2 separate regions of the Rattus norvegicus genome follow, and region 1 is linked to region 2. The links are chromatin contacts, called in public Hi-C maps. All regions are on one chromosome and are shown on one strand. Each heading gives the region's core, a stretch centred on a gene start, on an enhancer-like site or on the middle of the called end of the contact. The rest is flanking DNA. Distances are from core to core; before and after follow the strand shown.

Region 1 (3,691 bases), core at 934-3,433, 400 kb after region 2:
GAAGAAGGGAGTAGTGGAGACCCATGTTGGTACAGGGCTCAGTGACCCAGCAGGAGGAGGGCCTTGGCAAGGAATTTTCAGTTTGTTTCTCAATCTCTGTCTCTGAGACATGCACATGGGCACGTCACTGCAGACACCTCTGGGAGTTGAGTCTAGAAAAGTCACCTAGATGGTGGTAGGGCAGGGCGGTGCAGACGGAACCATAGGGAGACAGCCTCTTTCTGGTGGGCACGGTGTGCTTTCTGTCTCTTGTCACTAGAAGCTGGGAGCAGTCAGGGTCCCCTTCTAACAGCCCCATCTTGAGCCAAGAGTAATACAGGCTGCAGAGGGTTAAGTCTGGTTGGCAGGGACACCCCCCCACCCCAGTGCAGCAAGAGAGAGGGAGGAGGTTAGCAGCTTGCTCTAGTTGGCGTCTCTCCCAGAATTCTTCGGAAAAGAACTCCCCTTTGACCCCCAGTACAAACTGAGCCCAGCCACCAGCCTCCCTCCCTCCTGCTGTGGGAGCTTCACCCAGTGCTACTAAACTGCTAAACCGTCCTCGCCCCCAGGCCCTGGTACATAGACCAGGTGCCCAGGACTCTTTGTCTTTAGAGAACCAGGGTTATAGCCAAGGAGACCACATGGGTACATAGGAGCGAAAACCCTTACCCCTGCCACAAGTTAACCTGGGGATGGCTGGCTCTGGAAGCGGGGTCCTTGGGCTTCAGCCACCCCTCCCCCCAGGTCCTTAGGCCAGGACGTGGGAGTCCTCCACCCTCCCTCTCTCTGTGGGGCCAAGCTCTCAGGGAACTAAGTCTGAGGTCTTCCAGTGCCTTCTCCTTCCTGCTTCCAGGACAGGGAGGGGGGGTGGTGTGATGGGGCAGCTGGGTCAGGCCTGGATCCTGGCCAGTCCACAGAAGTCCTTGGTGTGTGTGTGTGCATAGGGGGTGTCTGAGCAACTCTGAGACTTCCTGGAGCTGTAGGTTGTCTGTGAATTGTACATGTTTATGGCTGGGGAGGGGGCTAGGGTTGGAATTCTGGGAGGATCAGGGGCATACATGGCTGGCCTGGGACTTTTAGCTGTGACCATTTCTCCACAGGGAGCCCCCATCCCAGACCACACCCCTGAGCCTGAACCTGACACACATTCCTCAGAGGTGAGCGGGTCCATGTGTTTTGTGCTGCTTTTTGGCCTTCCCATCCTGTCTGCAGTGGCCGCATCATCTTGGCTTAGCCTCCTGCTTGGCTCTTTCTGTCGGCTCCCTCCTCCTGGCTTTCTGCCCCACTTGCATTCTCCTCTGTCTCTAGGTGGGCAGTACTGCTGGAGTGTATGTGTGTGTGCGCGCCCTGGACAGGGAAGGGTTAAAGCTGGGTGCCACCAAAAGTTCTAGGCCTTCTTTAAGCCTCTTCTCCTGGTGGGAGGTGGGAGACTCAGAACTGTGTCCACCTGGAGGGCAAGGTAGATTTTTACGGCTGTCCCAATTACTTGTCTTCCCTCCTTGGCTTTGGCTTCTAGAGGTTGAGTCAAATCCAACATGCCCATCGGCCGGTCCACTGGCCACCAGCCACCACTGTAAGTTTGGTTTCTGCTTGTTGTCCTGGTTCCACAGGCGTGTACATACTCACAACACACACACACACACACACACACACACACACACAGAGGCACGTACGTACATAGCTTCCCTCCTCCCTCTTTCCTTACTTAGCAACAACTCTACATTCACAACAAACAAGCCTGTAGGCTCCTGTGGACTAGGGAAAGTCTGAGGAAGGGAAGGGGGGAGGTGCTTCTTTTTCCTGGACGGTCCTCTGGAGGGGGAAACTTCTAGTTCCTTCACCTAGTTTCCCAACCCCCAACTTTCCCTTTTGGAGGCCACTATCTTCCCAGAGGAAACTGTGCTTCTAACTCAGACGGTGAAAAAAAAGTGGGAAGAGGAGGGCCAGGTGGGTCAGCAGTGGGGCTGGGACTCCCGCCTTCTCTGGGAAGTCCCGCTTGACCTTTGACTCCCACCTAGGACTTGTGGGACGGCAGGACTTCTCATAGCCCCGGGGCATCTCTGCAGGAGCCTGTGCTAGAGCACTAGGAACTTGTCTTGGGACCATGCTGACTTGATAGAGACCTGGATGAGTGAGGAGGTAACGGACTGGGGGGGTGGGGGGTGGAGCTAGGGAGGCCCTAGAACTTTGCTCTTTGAGATCTCAGGCCTGGCTCAGCAGGGCACCTGTATAGAGGCCGCAGGGTTCAGGTCTCTCTTTGATCTCTTCCCCCAGGCAGGAACTGTGGCCTTTAGTGCAGGACCTGATATCCATTAGACCTAGGAGGAGGGTGCAAGGGTGCAAAGGATGAAGGCTAGGCCTGAACGCTGTGAGGGGCTGACACCATGCTGCATCTGCACAGGGCAGTGGCTAAGAACCCAATTGCTGGAGTGTTGAGCTCCAATCCTGATCCTGTAATGGTGGGCTATGTATTTTGGGCAAGCTACTTAACTCTTCTCACTTGCAAAGAGGGAATAATAAAAGGGCTTTCTAGGCCAGGAATGGAATGTCCAACAACTGAGAGGTAGAGGCAGGAGGATCATTTCAAGTTCGAGGCCATCCTGGATTACAGAGTAATATCTAGTCTCAAGTAGACAAGCCAGCAAACCCCAAACGCTCCAAGATCCTAAAAATAAAGTCTTTTCTAAGGCTGCCTGTGGTGGTAGGAGCCTGCCCATAGTTCCAACTGTTTTAGCAGCTGAGGGAGGATTCCTCTGTCCTCAGGAGTTCAAGGCCAGTCTAAGTAACATAGCAAGACCTTATCTCAGGAAATAATTAAAAAAAAAAAAAAAGCTATACTGGGGCTGTGGCTCAGTTGATAGAGTGCTTGCCTTCATCCACAAACTCCACGCTCAAGCCTAGGATGACATAAGCTGGGCATAAGGCAGGCGTGGAGGCACGTGTCTTTAATCCCAGCTCTCTGAAGGTAGAGACAGGAAGCTCGTGAGTCCAGCGCCATTCTTAGCTGCACAGTAAATTGGAAGACTATCCTGAGATAGAGGAGACTCTGAGAAGAGTGGAGCACATTACTGCTTGCTTACACTTCCAGGCAGAGGCAAGAAGAATGCGGTACAGTCGAGGCCAGCCTAGTCTTCACAGTGAGAGCCTGTCTCAAGAAGAAAACTGTTCAGATGGTGATGTTGTTTGCCTAGCAGACTCAAGGCCCTGGGTTCCATCCCAGGACTAGCTGGGGGGGGGGGGGAAGGAAACCAGACTTTTTGTAGAATTGTTCTGGAGGTTAAGTTAGGTAAAACATAGAACGAGTTTGTAGATGTTTGGCAGATATCAGAGATGCTTGGCTTTATTGGTTAATTTAAGCCCCTTGTGGGAGCTTTATCCTGGGGCTTTGGCCTAAGGGAGAGTTTAGGGCTTGGAGGAAGAACCCATCTAGGTCTTTAGACTCTAATGCCCTTGTTTTTGTATCTTGAGGCAAATTCTCACTGGGCAGACCAGGCTGGCCTTGAACACACAGAGCTCTCTAGCCTCTGTGTTTTGGGATTAAAGTTGTGAGGTACCACTGCTGGCGAGACGTACCTTGTTGCCTCAGTTTCCCCACTGTTGGTGCTGCCTCATACTGTGATTGCAAGTTTTGTAGTTGCCCTGGACCTAGAGAAGGACTTGAGTTTCCAAGGACTACCTCACCCCCACCCCATTCCTTTGTCTTTACCCTTGC
Region 2 (3,762 bases), core at 174-2,673:
GACACCTGGCCCTACCCCAGCCCAGGGCCAAAAAGAGTTGTTTTCAGAAAGAACCTCAAGCAAACTCAGTCACCGGAACCCGCATCCCTCCCACCTAGCAAGGCACAGCACTGTTAGGTGGTCAAGAGTGCCCTAAAGCCAAGCTAGGATTTCATCCTGAGCTCTGCTCAGTACAATACCACCAATCAGGAGCGAGCTCTGTGGTCTCACCACCCTAAGACCGTCACCTCACCTCAGCCCTCTTGATGCTCACTTCCTGGGGCTGATTGTATCCTAAGGAAGTGAGAGCAACTTTTTTGGTGCCTTGAAACCTGCCCCGTCACAAGCTTCTCAGTAAGCTCTGTTCTCCCAGGATGGCTTCTTTCAAAAAAAAAAACAGCGTGGCTTCTTCTCTCGGTGCTCTGTTTTCTAGCTCTGCACTCTCTGTACCACTCATGCACTGAGGAGTGTGGCTTTCTCTGGAGGTTTCCTTCACTCCTAAGTCTGTTTGCTCTTCTGTAAAATGAAAGGAGCTCATAGTTTCTGCGTCATAAATTACTGTGAAAGAGCCTGACGCATAGTAGGTGCTCAATAAAGGTCCGCCATCTTTGCTCCTGGCTTTAGGACACAAGAGAAGTGCAAGCCAGTCCTGCCTTCAGTTCACTTCAGGAAATCCATGTTTATATGACTACAGTAGGAGGCAGGCCTGGGTGCTTGTGCCTCCTCCAGCGGTAGGGAAGGGAGAGGTCATCTGGGGCTGAGAGAGGCTGCCCGTGACCTCTGAGAGGCACGGTCTGACCCTTTAACTTTGGATACCTATCAGCTCAGACGGATTTCCTCCTCTATAAACGCGAACGATGGCACCTGCCCTGCCCACCTCACAGCGTTGCCACGAGGCCCAAACCAAGCCACGGAGGTGGAGTCATCTCCAGCCAATAAAACAGTAACGGCCAACCTGAGCTTGGAGCTCGCTTCACAGGCTCCACTGAGCATGAGTAATGGAGGCACCACCAACATGCCAGTGAGTGAGGATGCAACCCAGCCCCGGGTCTCTGAGGGTCTCCCCCTGAGACTCCACTGTCACTGAAAATGCAGGGTGGTGAGCCAGCCACCACCAAGGATTGTCACTGTCCCACTGAGCATTGCAGGTGGCTCAGCCCACAGAGAGCCTAGAGCCAGAGAGCACCAACCCAGTCAGCCCCCCCCCCATCCGCCCCACCTCTTCTGTTCCTGGGGCCTATGGAAGGACAAGCTGTTCCCACTGAGCACTGCCAGGCCCGTGTTTTAACCCTACAATCCTTCCTAATCCTCCTGTGATCCACCCCCCCAGCTGCTCCCCGGCCAGCCCTGGCACACTGCCTTCTGGCCTCAGGCCTTGCACTTGCCCCTCCCAGGCCTCGCCTCCTCTCCCCAAGAAGAGCCACGGGTTGGCCCAGGGCCCTTCCGAGCATAGTCAGCAGGCTAGGAACCTGCCTCTTCCACACGGAGGCAGGGACTGAGGCACCAGGTCTGGCTGAGGCTGTTCTCTCTGACACACAGGATCTTATGCGCCCTTCCTCTCTGCTCGGGGTGGGGAACTGTTTCTAGAAGTGATGGAATGTGAGTCTCTGGGTCCCGTCTGCCGATGGGGTTGCTGACTCATGTTCTGAAGCCTTGGGTCCCAGCTGTTCAGTGACAGGGAGATTATATAAGCCAGAGTCCTGTGATCCTCCTCTCGGGTGGGACTCTGGACTTGAACAAGTGGAGGATGGCAGAGAGGGCCCAAGAACTCCAGGACAAAAAGCGGACGTTCCTCTCCTGTTCCCTGCCTTCTCATTCTGTTGACTCAGCCTCACTGGACTGCACCTCTCCTGTCTTACTTGTCCATATTGACAACCTGACACCCTGGGGCCCATCCTTACCTGGCCTACCCCAGCCAGGCTCAACCACTCCAAGGAAACCAAACTTCCTGAGGGTTTCAGCCTGTGCAAAAGGCACTCAGAAGAAACATAAAGTGAGTCCCCATGACCAGAACAAGACCTAGTTATCAAGGAGGAAGAGCAGAGGATTTGGGCATGATTATCAGAATCACCGTAGTGCTAATTTCTCCATCACTCGAAGACTCGCCTGGGCAGGGAGGGACCTGGCAGCTGTCCTTGTCATGACTTTCCAGCTCCACTTTTCAATTGATTTCCAGAACCCTCCATCTATCCTCTCTTCCCTTCAGCCACCCCCCCGACACACACACACACACACACACACACACACACACACACTCCAGGATGTCACTTTAAGTTAATATAGTGCTGGGGTGGGGCAAAGCAACACAAGTTAATCCAAGCCTAGCAAAATGTTCCCTGCCCCTGGGGGACCCGCTCCACTGACCATCAGCCTCAGAAACAAACATCATGTTCAGAGCTCGGCGCTGCACACGTGGTCCCTCGTCCCCTCTTACCTCAATGGATACATAAAACTAGCACCCGAGACAGAGCTATAAGCAATAGAAGGAAGTGTGTGGGCTTCTAGAATAAGGCTGGTTCAGGCCAGATTTCCTGGGGCTTGAAAGAGCACAGAACATTTGACCTGTGGGGGTCTAATTCCTACAAGGAAATAGTTTCCTACCGCTGATGGGGGAAGGGTAAACCGACTCTCCTCTGCAAAGGATACCGTGGGCTAGAAGCCCACGAAAGCTTTCCCCAAACTCAGAGCCCCTGCCTTTTCAGGTCTCAATTAAGCCAGGAGATAGACACTTGCTAGGATCTGGACCACTGGCCCTGAGACATCTTCCTGAACCCAAGCAGTATCACCAAACCCTGGACAAAGCTGCCTACTGGGATCTGAGAACAGGAGAATAGTTTCAGTCCCTGATCTTGTAGTTCGAGCCCCCACTGAGGTAGAGAAAGTGACCTGCCCTACACCAGAGGCAGGAAATAGCTCAGAGAAATAGTGGCTTTGGGCTGCAGGATTCAACCTAACCCATATGGCTCTGTATATTTCAGACTTAAGTCATGGAACCTTAGCCAGATTCAGACCCCAAGGGGGTCAGACTCCTTTTTATGGAGCCTACTTTAGGATATGGCTGTGAAGAGAGCAGGTCTCACAGGAGTTTGCCTAGTTGAGGAATAAGCCATGGGTCTTCCCTGGCTTCGTTTAGCAGCAGTAGGACCTGCTGGACAAGACTGGACGCTGTGCGAATCTGTTGCACTCACCCTAGATTTCTCAAAATACACCCATGCAGCAGCTTTCCCCATCTGTCCCTCCCCGCTACCAGAAACACCCACACCTCCCCGGCAACCTCCTGCATCCCAGGAAAGAGGGAGAGCATGCTGGCACAGCACCAAGATGGGAGTGCACATGTAATTAAGTCTAAGTCGTGGGAGCAGAGGTCATGCTCCAATAGGTGAGCATCTCTTGGCCAGCAACCCCCACCCACAGTACACTACACTTGCTTGGCATGTAAGACCAGACACACCCCTTCCCCTTGAGGACAACTGCAGCTTGCAGGATTCCCAGCAGAGCTTGGTCTGGCCCTCTTCACTAAGCCCTCCTTAAGGAACCTCCAGCCCTGCCCTGGAGGAGAGTCAGGGTGCTGGAGGAACCAAGGCAAGCCACACAGCATCCCAGACCGTTTGCAAGTTTTACAGCTATAAAACAAAGATACATATATTGGGATAAATTAACAGCGTGCAAATTGAGGGGATGAAGTAATGGGTGTTTGGAACTGGGTGGAGTTAATTAGGGAAGGCTTTATAGAAGGGTAGAGTTGTTTTGTTTGTTGTAGCTCCGGGGATCAAGTTCAAGGCT

The links. A called contact is a pair of places that touch in the nucleus more often than the background predicts.
Region 1: a contact with region 2 is called in a Hi-C map of liver, with 3 times the contacts expected there. The contact joins two enhancer-like sites. A contact is called at or near these places in 2 of 12 Hi-C or Micro-C datasets (kidney and liver).

What each region holds. Positions count from the first base shown.
Region 1 is chr8:53,714,263-53,717,953 of GRCr8, forward strand. Bcl9l (BCL9 like) reads left to right here. Exons shown (of 11, transcript NM_001106817.1): 2 at 1,080-1,136. Among named protein-coding and RNA genes, the nearest start is that of Bcl9l, 7.3 kb to the left of the region's middle. Within about 2 kb of position 2,184, at least 25 of the 93 cell types and tissues checked have an H3K27ac peak or open chromatin away from gene starts, as enhancers often do. A contact at or near this core is called in liver, where this site is marked.
Region 2 is chr8:53,319,093-53,322,854 of GRCr8, forward strand. All of the region lies in intron 2 of Usp2 (ubiquitin specific peptidase 2), which reads left to right. Among named protein-coding and RNA genes, the nearest start is that of Usp2, 10 kb to the left of the region's middle. Within about 2 kb of position 1,424, at least 52 of the 93 cell types and tissues checked have an H3K27ac peak or open chromatin away from gene starts, as enhancers often do. A contact at or near this core is called in liver, where this site is marked.